2 separate regions of the Zea mays genome follow, and region 1 is linked to region 2. Evidence: chromatin contacts called from public Hi-C data. All regions are on one chromosome and are shown on one strand. The core of a region is the stretch at or near the end of the contact, and the rest is flanking DNA. Distances in the headings are between cores, read along the strand shown. Region 1 holds the start of LOC100383181. Region 2 holds the start of LOC100276025.

Region 1 (5,671 bases), core at 597-3,096, 170 kb after region 2:
CACGTCAAGTAAGATTCTTTCTCCGCTCTTCATCTCTCCTTGTTCTCCAGGGATGCTCAGACCTTCATCCTTTTTGCTCCCAAGCAAGGCAGGAGGGCGAGCTGACGGGGCTTCCTCGGGAGGTCGATGAGGTGGCCTAGAGCATCCGCGCTCGTGGGGCAACCCGTCTGCATTGCTTGCTTGACATCCCGAGTCATGCCCGACATTTCGTGGAACTCGATGTTCACCGCGAGGCCGTCGTTGCCTTCGTCGTTGCCTAGTTTCGCACTAGGGTTGACCTTCACGCTCCGATGACCCATCCCAGGGCGCCTCGTCTGCGACCTTCGAGATCCTGATTCAGGGTTACGACGAGGCCGTGAGGGGTATCAATGGTGTTGTATCCTCGGAGGGTATGATTTGATGTGCGTCTTAGAGCTTACTTTGGCATCCACCTTTTGGTTTCCTGGCGCGGGCTTCTGTCTTTGCGGCGTCGCTAGGTGTTAGAACAGGAGGGGGAGCGATGAGCTTCCCACCTTGCCCTAGTCGTAGTTTTCTCCTCTTTTTGGATGTTTTGGCCCCGAGCCTAGAATCGTGGCGTCGAAAAACTCGGGGGCCCTTTATGTAAAGGATGATGTAATCTGGGGGAAATCCCACCTTAATGGCATTTACCTTTGCATTCCCCCACTTATTGCGCACTAGGGAACGACTTACTCTCGCCCCCGCCCTGGAGGTGGTGGCGTAGCTCGAGGCCTGGCATGTTGATAGGTTAGGCCTGCTTCCTCGTCTGTGGGGTCATCTCCGCTGGCATTGAGCTACAGGGTTTCGCAGGGCAGCCTTAATTTAATCATGTCACTCTACCTGTCTTGTCCACCTTGATTTCAGTTCCCTTGTTCCTCATCTTCCTTGCTTGGCCTATCCTTCTTGCGCTTGGGTCGTCCGTTGCGCTTCCTTATGGTAGACTGGCGCGTGATCCTGGATGAGCTAGGATAACCTTCGAGCCCTCGTCAGGCGCGGTCTGGTTGACGATGGTGGATGGTTGATTCCGAGCGCTGAGGAGGCCTCGTCCCCTGTTGGTTACATGGTTTTGTTTGTTCATTTTCACGAGCGAGGGGTCGCCTTTCCCCTTCATCCTTTCGTCGTGAACCTCTTTAAGTATTTGCAGGTGCAACTTTACTACCTGAATCCAAATGGGATTCAACACATAGCTGCCTTCATCGTCCTGTGTGAAGGGTATATAGGCGTCGAGCCCAACCTCACTTCATCGTCTTGTGTGAAGGGTATCTAGGCGTCGAGCCCAACCTCACTTTATGGGATGAGACTAACTATAATTATTGGAAGCCATATACTCTCAATATACACTCCCTATATATATACCTAAACTATTTATCACCCATATAATGATCACCCATTCTAAAATGTATTAACAACTAATGGAAATCTGTTAAGCATTCCAGTATGGGTGATCACGTTGCCCCTAGGGAGACGTATATAAAAAAATGTAAGGCTCAAAAGTCGGATGAGGAACTGAGGATTGAACTAGGATTCATGCACAATTTTACTTTAACTTAATGATCAAGAGAGGAAAAGAATAGTAAAATGGATTATTCATGTAAGCTTTGTAGATCAAACATGCTAATCTGTTGTTGGATTTTGTGAAGACCCATCTATCCCAAATGAAATTCATTCCCATCCATTTCCTCAATCTTGTAAGCTTTGGCGCGTGTCCTTCCAGCTGGCACCCGACCGGGTCCACCTCACCGGCCCAGTGCCGACACCTCATCCGGCGCCGGGGCCCGCGAAATCTCCTCGACCGCTGCTTTCTCTTCCTCTTCCTCTTCCTCTTCCTTTCCCATCCTTTCCACCCATCCACACCGCCACCACCGCCTACCTCCACCACCAGTCCATCTCCTCCGCAGCGTCTAAAGCCCTATCCGGATATCCCCACTCGCCGACGCCCGGACATATGGCCAGCTTCGGCGTCGACACCCGCCCGGCCGCCGCGGCCTCCGGCGGCGGCGTGGGCGTGGCGGGGACGAGGGAGGGCGCGCTCTCGTTCCTCTCCCGCGGGCTGCGGGAGGACCTCCGTCTCATCCGCGCGCGGGCCGGGGAGCTCGAGACCTTCCTCAGCGCGCCGGTGCCGGAACCCGAGCTGTTCGCGCGCCTCCGTCGCGCCTACTCCTGCTCGGCGTCCTCTTCGCGGACGCGGCTCGACCTGTCCGCCATCGGGAAGGCGTTCGAGGCCGACGCGTGGAGGGGCGCCAGGACTGCCAGGTGGAGGTGGGAGGCGGAGACGGAGGCGGAGGAGTGGGAGCCAGTCAGGATGGTCAAGGCGCACCTCAGGGAGCTCGAGCGGAGGAGGCTGGCCCAGTCGCCCAGCGACATGCTGCACAAGCTCAAGCTCAGCTTGGTAAAGCTCCCTAGAGACATTTCGTACAGTGCACTGTTCATTAGAATACTAAACCTCGAGAAGCAAACAACACAACCCAAAATCCAACACGGCTCAAATTGAGGAGGGCTGTCAACTTGAACTTACTTGAGCGTCTGTGTTTTGTCATTCAATTGGAAGTTGATTGTGGAAACTGTGCGGTTCCCTTAGGTGTCAAATGGAGATGTTTATTTGAATTTGGATGGGAATATTCATTCGATTCAAACTGAATTGCTTCGTGGGCACAAATTTTATGTGGAATCATGCATATTTTTAGTAGCTTTGCTGAAAAGTGGTTTTTTATGATCCAAAGGGCACACGAGAATTTGAAAAACAAGGTATGACAAATCAAGATTTTGGTTAGTACTTTCCATAGTTGGAAGAAAATAGAAATGATGCTACAAGGTGCACTCTGTGACTGTAAGCTGCTCAATAGATTTAATATTCCTTTTATGTGCCATGCGAAATAATAGAATTTTGATGGAATTGAAATCATGAATCGTGTACTGAATGAGTTAAGGAAAATAGTAATGTTAAACAACTGGAGGTTCAAAGCTCATGGAAATGTTCTTCTGTGAAGTCTACAGGTGACAGGTCAACCAATTTTATTTTTCTTCATTTTAGATTTTTATAAAAGGGAACTTATAGACTTTGACGACTCGAGTTCAACAATGAAAAGTCAAATCTAGTCATAGTTTTCAATCTTCAATAGATTTAGTATCTGGCTATCTGCATAATCATGTAATTTACACTTGCTTGGAATGTGTCAATCTTAATTAAGCTAATCCTGGGATATGCATGACACAGACTGCTCTGGTTCCTGTAGCAGATTAATTGACCCACCGTTGCACTTCTTATTGCAGAAATCACTGACCTTTGCGCCTGAAGCGTCTGAGGTTAGTCCTCTTGATTCACTTCTTGTTGCAATGTTGCATAGTGCTGTCAAGGAGATACACTTCTGAAACCTTTTGCTCGTAGTGGTGTCTTTTATTTGCGTATATTTAATTACTGACTTCTGACAGTGACTTTTGCAAGAATGTTCAATCTAAAGAAAAATGATTGTGGTAAACATTTCATTCAATATATTACTTATGTAACATTTTCCTAAACCCTGGTACCACATTTCTCTTCTGTATATCTGTGTAAATCCTTATTAAACAAAAGAGGAACATTCTATCTTGTTAGAGCACTGCCTAATCAACCTTGTCCACTTTTGCATTTCCATAATCAGTACCACGCTTGTGCAGGATGTTCTGCCACTGGATTTAGGGGAACTTCTTGCTTATTTTGTAAAGCAATCTGTACCACTATTCGACCAACTTGGTATAAAAAGAGGTAAGATGCTATTTTTGTTTACAATAGCTAGAATATTTATCTTTCAGTGAGCTGATTATTCTTTCTTGTCTGCTTTAGATGTATGTGACAAGTTGGTGGAGTCTCTGTGCAGCAAGCGCAAGGACCACCCTGCATATAGTTTTTTGTCAGCAACTGAATCATCTTCATTGAAAAATGACAATGTTGGGAATGAACTCGACCTAAGAATAGCTAGCGCCCTACAGAGTACAGGACACCATTATGAAGGTGGATTTTGGAGTGATGGCCATAAGTCTGACATATCTGGCAAGAGACATGTTGCCATAGTCACCACTGCCAGTCTTCCCTGGATGACTGGAACGGCTGTGAATCCTTTGTTTCGAGCTGCATACTTGGCTAAATCTTGCAAGCAAGATGTAACTTTGGTAGTGCCCTGGCTTTGTAAGTCGGATCAGGAACTTGTGTACCCCAACAGCATGACTTTTAGTTCACCAGAAGAGCAAGAAAAATATATGAGGAATTGGCTGGAAGAAAGAGTTGGTTTCAAGACAGACTTCAAAATATCATTTTATCCTGGAAAGGTAACTCTTCCTTTTTTCAGCACAATGCTTGAACACTATGTGCATAGCTCACGTAGTCGCAATTTTTCCAACTACAGTTTCAAAAGGAAAGGAGAAGCATAATTCCTGCTGGGGACACTTCACAGTTCATACCATCAAAGGAAGCTGATATTGCAATCTTGGAAGAGCCCGAGCACCTCAACTGGTATCATCACGGGAAACGATGGACAGATAAATTCAATCATGTGATCGGTGTAGTGCATACAAATTATTTGGAGTACATCAAGAGGGAGAAGAATGGTGCTATTCAGGCCTTTTTCGTTAAGCACATTAATAACCTGGTCGCCAGAGCTTATTGCCATAAGGTACTCAGCGAATTATATTATTCCTCTGATGTTTGAGCCATCCGTGTGATGTGTGGTTGTAGACTATATTACATGCTGTTTATTGTTTGTAGCCTGATGGTGTCTATGCTATGTAGATCTTGCGGCTGTCAGGTGCCACTCAAGATCTTCCCAAGTCGACGATCTGCAATGTGCACGGTGTGAACCCCAAGTTTCTGGAGGTTGGAGAGAGGATAGCAGCAGAGCGGGAGTCTGGCCAGCAATCCTTCTCTAAAGGAGCTTATTTTCTGGGGAAGATGGTGTGGGCCAAGGGTTACAGAGAGTTAATAGATTTGTTCGCGAAGCACAACAGTGATTTGGAAGGCTTCAAGCTGGACATCTATGGAAACGGTGAGGATTCACACGAGGTGCAATCGGCTGCCAGGAAGCTGAATCTGAACCTCAACTTTCATAAGGGCCGGGACCATGCGGATGATTCTCTTCATGGGTACAAACCAGAACTACTCAGCTCAGTTGCCGTTTTCTTAAACATCTGTCTGCCTGCCTATATGGCACGGTGTTATATCATTGTCTTGTCGATTTGATTGTCTGTCCCCATGTTCCGTTTCCAGGTACAAGGTTTTCATAAACCCAAGCATCAGCGACGTCCTCTGCACCGCGACCGCGGAGGCGCTAGCGATGGGCAAGTTCGTGGTGTGCGCCGACCACCCGTCCAACGACTTCTTCCGGTCGTTCCCCAACTGCCTGACATACAAGACCTCCGAGGACTTCGTCGCCAGAGTGAAGGAAGCCATGGCGCGCGACCCGCAGCCCCTGACCCCGGAGCAGCGGTACAACCTGTCGTGGGATGCCGCCACCCAGCGGTTCATGGAGCACTCCGAGCTCGACAAGGTCCTGAATGGCGACAGCAACAGCGAATGCGGTGGCTCTGTTGGCACCGAAACCGGCAAGAGCGCGGGCACAATGATGAGGAGATCCGCCTCGGCGCCGAACATGTCAGACGTCGTGGACGGCGGCCTGGCGTTCGTGCACTATTGCTTCACCGGCAG
Region 2 (5,688 bases), core at 2,302-4,801:
CAAAATTATTTATAGGAAAAGGTTAAACCCTATTTCCCTGATTAATAATCACGACATGATTTTAGGTTGTTACAAGGTCCCACACGACAGTGAATAACGCGGACAAGGCGTGCCGTGGTTGGCTGGCATAGCGGGGCCCACCTGTCGGCGCAATCTCAATGGGTTCAGCGTGCATGAGGAGGTGGGCCGGTGTGTGACTTTGGGCCGAGGTGGAGGACTGGCAGGGTGCAGAACAGTTCTTTTTCCTTTTTTATCTTTTCTCTCCTCCATTTGAACCAATTTCAAATTTCTATTCTTAAATTCAAATTCTAGTTTGGAGTCACTGTTTAATTTTAAAATGCACAACCAAAATATCAGCATGAATGTGATTCATGTATTTATTTACTATTTTATCCCTCTAAATAGTGGCATGCTTCAACACATCAAAACTTGGTAATGAGTGAGTTATACAATACTTAAGAACTCTATCTCGATTTAAAAAGATCATGTTTCAATAAAATCATTTTATTTCATAAATAATTAATGCTCTAGAATTCTCAGCTTGGGGTTTACACTATAAGAGGTGGAAGACAACACTTCACTGTTCACTACTCACCCCACTCCTTATATTGGAACTCGCCTTAATCATACTTAGAGACTTGGGACTTACTCGCTCTCTCGACTTGCTTGTATTAACTACTACGAGCACTTAGGTGCAAGATAATACAAGTCTGCTTCTCCTGTTGGATGTAGGGCCATCTCTTGCCCGAACCAGGATAACCTTGTGTATGCAACACAAATTTACTATTGGTTAGGACCCTCGGGTCCAAAACACTATGGTGAAAATGCACCCATGATGTGATTGAAGTGTGAGGGTGGCTCAAGCAGCAAGAAGCTAGAGCCTAGCTACTGTTTACCCTCTCATAGAAAATTGTAGATTGCGCTTGACAAAATTGCAGCCACTACAACTTTAACGTGAAGCATGTGCTTCTTATTCTTCGTCTCTGCCTCCCGAGACCAGCAGCTCGACGCAGTAGACCGGTAGTCGAGGGTGTTCACGGGGAGCTCCATGACCTTGAACGAGGGAACACCCGGAAAGAAGCCCATGTTAACGCAGAATATGTCGAGAATGAGCGCGCACACAGAGGCGAAGGGGAGCACCAAGCGGAGGTAGTCATGGAGTGATGTGTTTGATTGGCAAAGGAGAGCGAAGGGATCGTGCAATGGCTCCTAGCCCTGCTCGACGTCAGGCGAGGGAGTGTCAACCGATGGTGGTGGTAGTCGCAGTATGTGGAAGATTGGTGGGCGACTTGCACATAGATTGGGAGCTCGGCTAGCTGCGCAAGTTGGCGCCATGGGAGGGACATTATTCGCGTGCAGGAAGACAAGGAGCTCAGATTGGTCATTGTTGGACGTCTCTTTTTCTCTTTTTCCCTAAAATAATCATTAGAACCAAGGTTTTAAGAAGCTATTGGAGATGCTCTTAGGGTTGTAACCTCAACCATATGATTTATTAAATCATGATTGCCCACCCACAACTTACAATGTGGGACTATTCCTAACAATTTCCTTCTCACATGTTGAGCCAAGATTTGTTTGAGAATGTACAATATCGACCTGATCTCCGAGACCAATTGTTGGACCGGACCACCAACACATAGCACGCCCACCATATCACCCACACACAGTGCACCCGAACACGCACCCAAGGCCGTCGGGCCGCGACACACACGTTCGAACACACAACAACGGGTTCAGGTCTGTTGATTCAATACTCACCAAAAAGTTAGCCTATTAGAAGGTTATAACCTCAACCATATAAATCATGTTTGCCCACCCACAACTCACAATGTGGGACTATTCCCAACAAACAATTGCAAAACTTAGTCATCAAGGAGGATCAGCCGTATGCATTGTTTGCCAGGATGCTTTAGTTTTGTGCATCCAAATCAGTATCAAAATGTAAGTCAATACATCAGTTCATTGTGTGCTACATGCATTGCCATTGTATTGCAAGTGCTCAATTGTTCTGTTGGATGCCATTGCCACCATAATACTGTTTTGTTGTCTGACGAGAAAATTCTGCAAATGTCATCCCTTCTTTTAGCCTTGATGATAGAGGTGGAACTTTTTTCAGAATTTCTTGCATAAATGCATCTTCATTACAAGGCCCTGCTGATCCATCACTGATGATTGAAGTCTGCTTGCTAAGAATGGGTTCACCTTCAGCATCTAAAGAGTAACCAGGATAAGCTAAAAGTTTGTCCCACGAGGGCTGTAGGAAGACAACAAAAGTCTCACGGCTGATGTCTGTGGAACTCGAAGGTCTACTCACAGCATGAAGTGTAGATTTCAATTTCCCTTGGGACAAGATGTCTGCTGCCTCTCCAACTTGAACAATGAAGCTCTCAGGAGAGCATCTAACAGAGAATATCTTCCTTCCATTGCATAACTGTAGGTGTGTGTGGCCATCAGGAGGATGATATTCCAGATTGACCAAACTTTTTTCATCCTCAGAGACGCTCATGAACAACGGTGCTGTTAAAACAGTGAAGATTCCATAGTCATAGTGCCATTCCTGCCATAGGTTTAACAGGGAAATTTCAGCAGCCTGACCCTGAATCGAGGCATCATTAGAATTATTTTCTTCTATTGCCATTACAGTAGTCCCATCTTCTGACTTAATACAGCACGGGCACACTGACCCGGACCTATTTCCAGAGCATGACTGGTAAGGTTGTACTGCCACTTTACTTGCCGAACCTTTCCTCTTTGCATTGTTATCCCTGATCACAATGTTATCCAGCTCAGAGTGGTAGTGAATGAGCCTAGCCTTTGCTGTCCCAAAGTCAGTGATGCTCTGCTCTAGCTGACCTCTACCGATGACAATATCGCAAGCTCGTGCAATCAAGATTCCAAGCTCCATCATGTACAAACCAAGCTCCTTAATGAGGTCACCCAGATTATCCATATCATCAGCATCATCATCATCATTAACATCCTCGGATTGGTTACAATCCTGTACCCTATCAGAAGAATTGAACCCATTGTTGTTCACCGACTCTAGCAAGACGAGTTCACCTGAATGCCTTAGAAGCTGCGCGAACGAGGATACGGACCGATCGAGCTTCTTCAAAGGAACGTCGCTGCCCAAACCGTGCTTCTGAAATAATCGACGGAAATATATCAAGGCACACTGTAGTTTCAACATCAACGAGATCGAAAGGGGAGGTGCAGGGGTACCTTGAGGAGTTGGGAGCGGGTCAGGTGATCCATGAGGGCGACGCGTCGGGCCAAGGGGAGGAGTCGTCGCCGGAGGGCGCCCACGCGCGGCACTCCGTCGATAGCCAGCAACCCGGACCCACCTCGGCCGAGCTCGGTTGCGACGGTGTCCACAACACGTCGGCAGCGGCCGTCGTCAGCAAGAGTCTCGGGAGATAGGAGGGCGACTAAGTCGGAGAAGGAGAGCTCCGCGATGTCCAGCACCGTCGTCGCAGCCACCGCCATGTTCGACACAGGCAAGCTCCCAGGAGAAACTGAGAAAGGCGACGGCGGCGAAGTTCTGCGTAGTGTGTCTCACGCCAATGGGCCACGACTTGTTGGGCTGTGTAAACCTGTGGCAGTTTTTGGGAGACCTTGAAACTCAAATCCCCTTCATCCCTGTTTTTCCTAGTACGAGTAATTTTAGGAAGTGTTATTTTAATAAGACACTAGTTACATGTCCGTGCTTTACAATGTCAAATAAAATATTTAGTAAAATATTAATGCACAATAATTACATAGAAACAAAAAACACTTATATTATCACCAACTTTAATATCTTAAAAATTGTTTGCTAACAAATATAATCTTACCCTTATATGATTAGTGGTAGCGGCATGAACACATATGAGAGTAGAATAAAGTGAAACTATTTTGGTACTTCTCTCGCAAAGACAGAAATGTCTAAAAGTTGAGTTGCTTAATATGACATGACAGTTAACATAACCCATAAAAAAATATGAACCGAAATATGGTCCCCCGCCAGCCAAGCACTCTCTCTCTCTCTCTCTCTCCTTCAGCACGAGCATAGTCCATCCCATCCAGATCCAGTCGAGCCTGATGGTACCGTCCAACTCTATCAGCACTACAGTGCCATCCTAGACAGCGGGCACGAACACGAAGAAGAGTGAGATCGGCCTGGATGCCTATTGTGATGCATAGAACTACGAACCACCTGAAATATAGCGTGTGAAAAAATATAGAATAAGATGAAACCAAAAACATGATAAATGCATGTAGTTCTTTGTGTGAACGCACACCTCATGTATAGAGTTCGATGTATCCACAAACTCTGCAAAGGTTGGTCTTAGAGTAGGATCTTTCTGCCAGCATCTCTATAGTAGTTCAGTGAGCATAGGATGTGTAGCAGCGACAATAGTAAACCTCAGATCCTGCATGAAGAGGTATCGTATCTACCAAATTAGGATTCGAAACAGGAACTCCACAACACTTTCACAAGGAGTATTTTACTTCCCCACCAAGCACCGAAAAAATATAAATGAGTTACAACTCAACATTCGCCTTCTATTTGGAACCTTTTCCTTTCAACAAATTAAAGGAGTATGATAACAACAAGATGTTCTACTATTCTTTTTTTAACAAACCATAGTAACTTCTGTGTTAAGCTACGACACCTTTTAAACACTGACAACTGCTGCCTAAAGAGGTGTCATGTCTTCATATGGAAGCTAAAAAGAAAAGGCCAGCTCAACAATTAGCAAAACCATGCTTCTTCTTTACCATTACACCGGTAAAACAAAATGATGGCGAGAGAAAAATAACCTTTGCACTGAATCCTAGTAACATGAGATCAAACAAAAAGCAAGATATTTGCACCCAAAAAGCTTAGCTAGTAATAATTTGAGCATAGTTTTCTTGGGATGGTCATCAAATACAGAATAGCTAGGTGATAAGAAACCTGTGTAGTTTAATAGTACTGAAAAATCATTCCAACAAATTAGAAAAAACATTATGTATCTTAAACCACTGCACTGAATCCTAGTAACATGAGATCAAATTGAAAAAGTCAAGATATTTGCACCCGCAAAGCTTGGCCAGTAACAATCTAAGCATAGTTTCTTAGAAAGATCATAGAATACATAATAGCTAGGTGATAAGAAACCTGTGTAGTTTAATAGTACTAAAAATCATTCCAAAAATTTAGATAAAAATATTTATCATAAACCACTGCACTAAATCTCAGTAACACAAGATTAAACTGAAAAAACGCAAAATATTTTCACCTAGAAAGCTTGGCCAATAACAATCTAAGCATAGTTGCTAGTGATATGCAATTCAACCACTTCATTTCAGTCACCGACCAATTAGCCCACTCTGTCTACTCATTATCATGGTTAGATGTGTGACGGAACCTCCCAAGATATTAGGTCGCCCTATAGTCCTTGTCCCAAGGACCTTAGACAGTCATGTAGATGCACCCAATAGCTCGACAGGACCTGATTCCTGCATCATCTTCAACATCTCCCAAGAGCGTACATCCCATTTCATAGAAATTACACACCATCGGATAAAAGCAGAAAGAGTTACAATAACTTAATTTACATTAACATGTAACAAAATAGAAAGAGTGATTATTACAATATAAGGGTCTGAGTTCTTCTACTTATTACATCACTAGAAGGTAGACACCTTCCATAAGTTTGTACT

What was found. Hi-C and Micro-C count contacts between places; a contact is called where the count stands out from the background.
Region 1: a contact with region 2 is called in a Hi-C map of ear, with 2.2 times the contacts expected there. The contact joins the promoter of LOC100383181 here to the promoter of LOC100276025 in region 2. A contact is called at or near these places in 4 of 25 Hi-C or Micro-C datasets (ear, leaf and tassel).

Annotation. Positions count from the first base shown.
Region 1 is chr4:219,144,593-219,150,263 of Zm-B73-REFERENCE-NAM-5.0, forward strand. LOC100383181 reads left to right here and starts at 1,847. Exons shown (of 7, transcript NM_001175845.1): 1 at 1,847-2,386; 2 at 3,268-3,300; 3 at 3,652-3,739; 4 at 3,818-4,299; 5 at 4,377-4,643; 6 at 4,760-5,109; 7 at 5,234-5,671. The coding sequence starts at 1,943.
Region 2 is chr4:218,968,633-218,974,320 of Zm-B73-REFERENCE-NAM-5.0, forward strand. It overlaps LOC100276025, which reads right to left and starts at 3,552. Exons shown (of 2, transcript NM_001374094.1): 1 at 3,223-3,552; 2 at 1,474-3,142. The coding sequence starts at 3,486. The coding sequence ends at 2,000.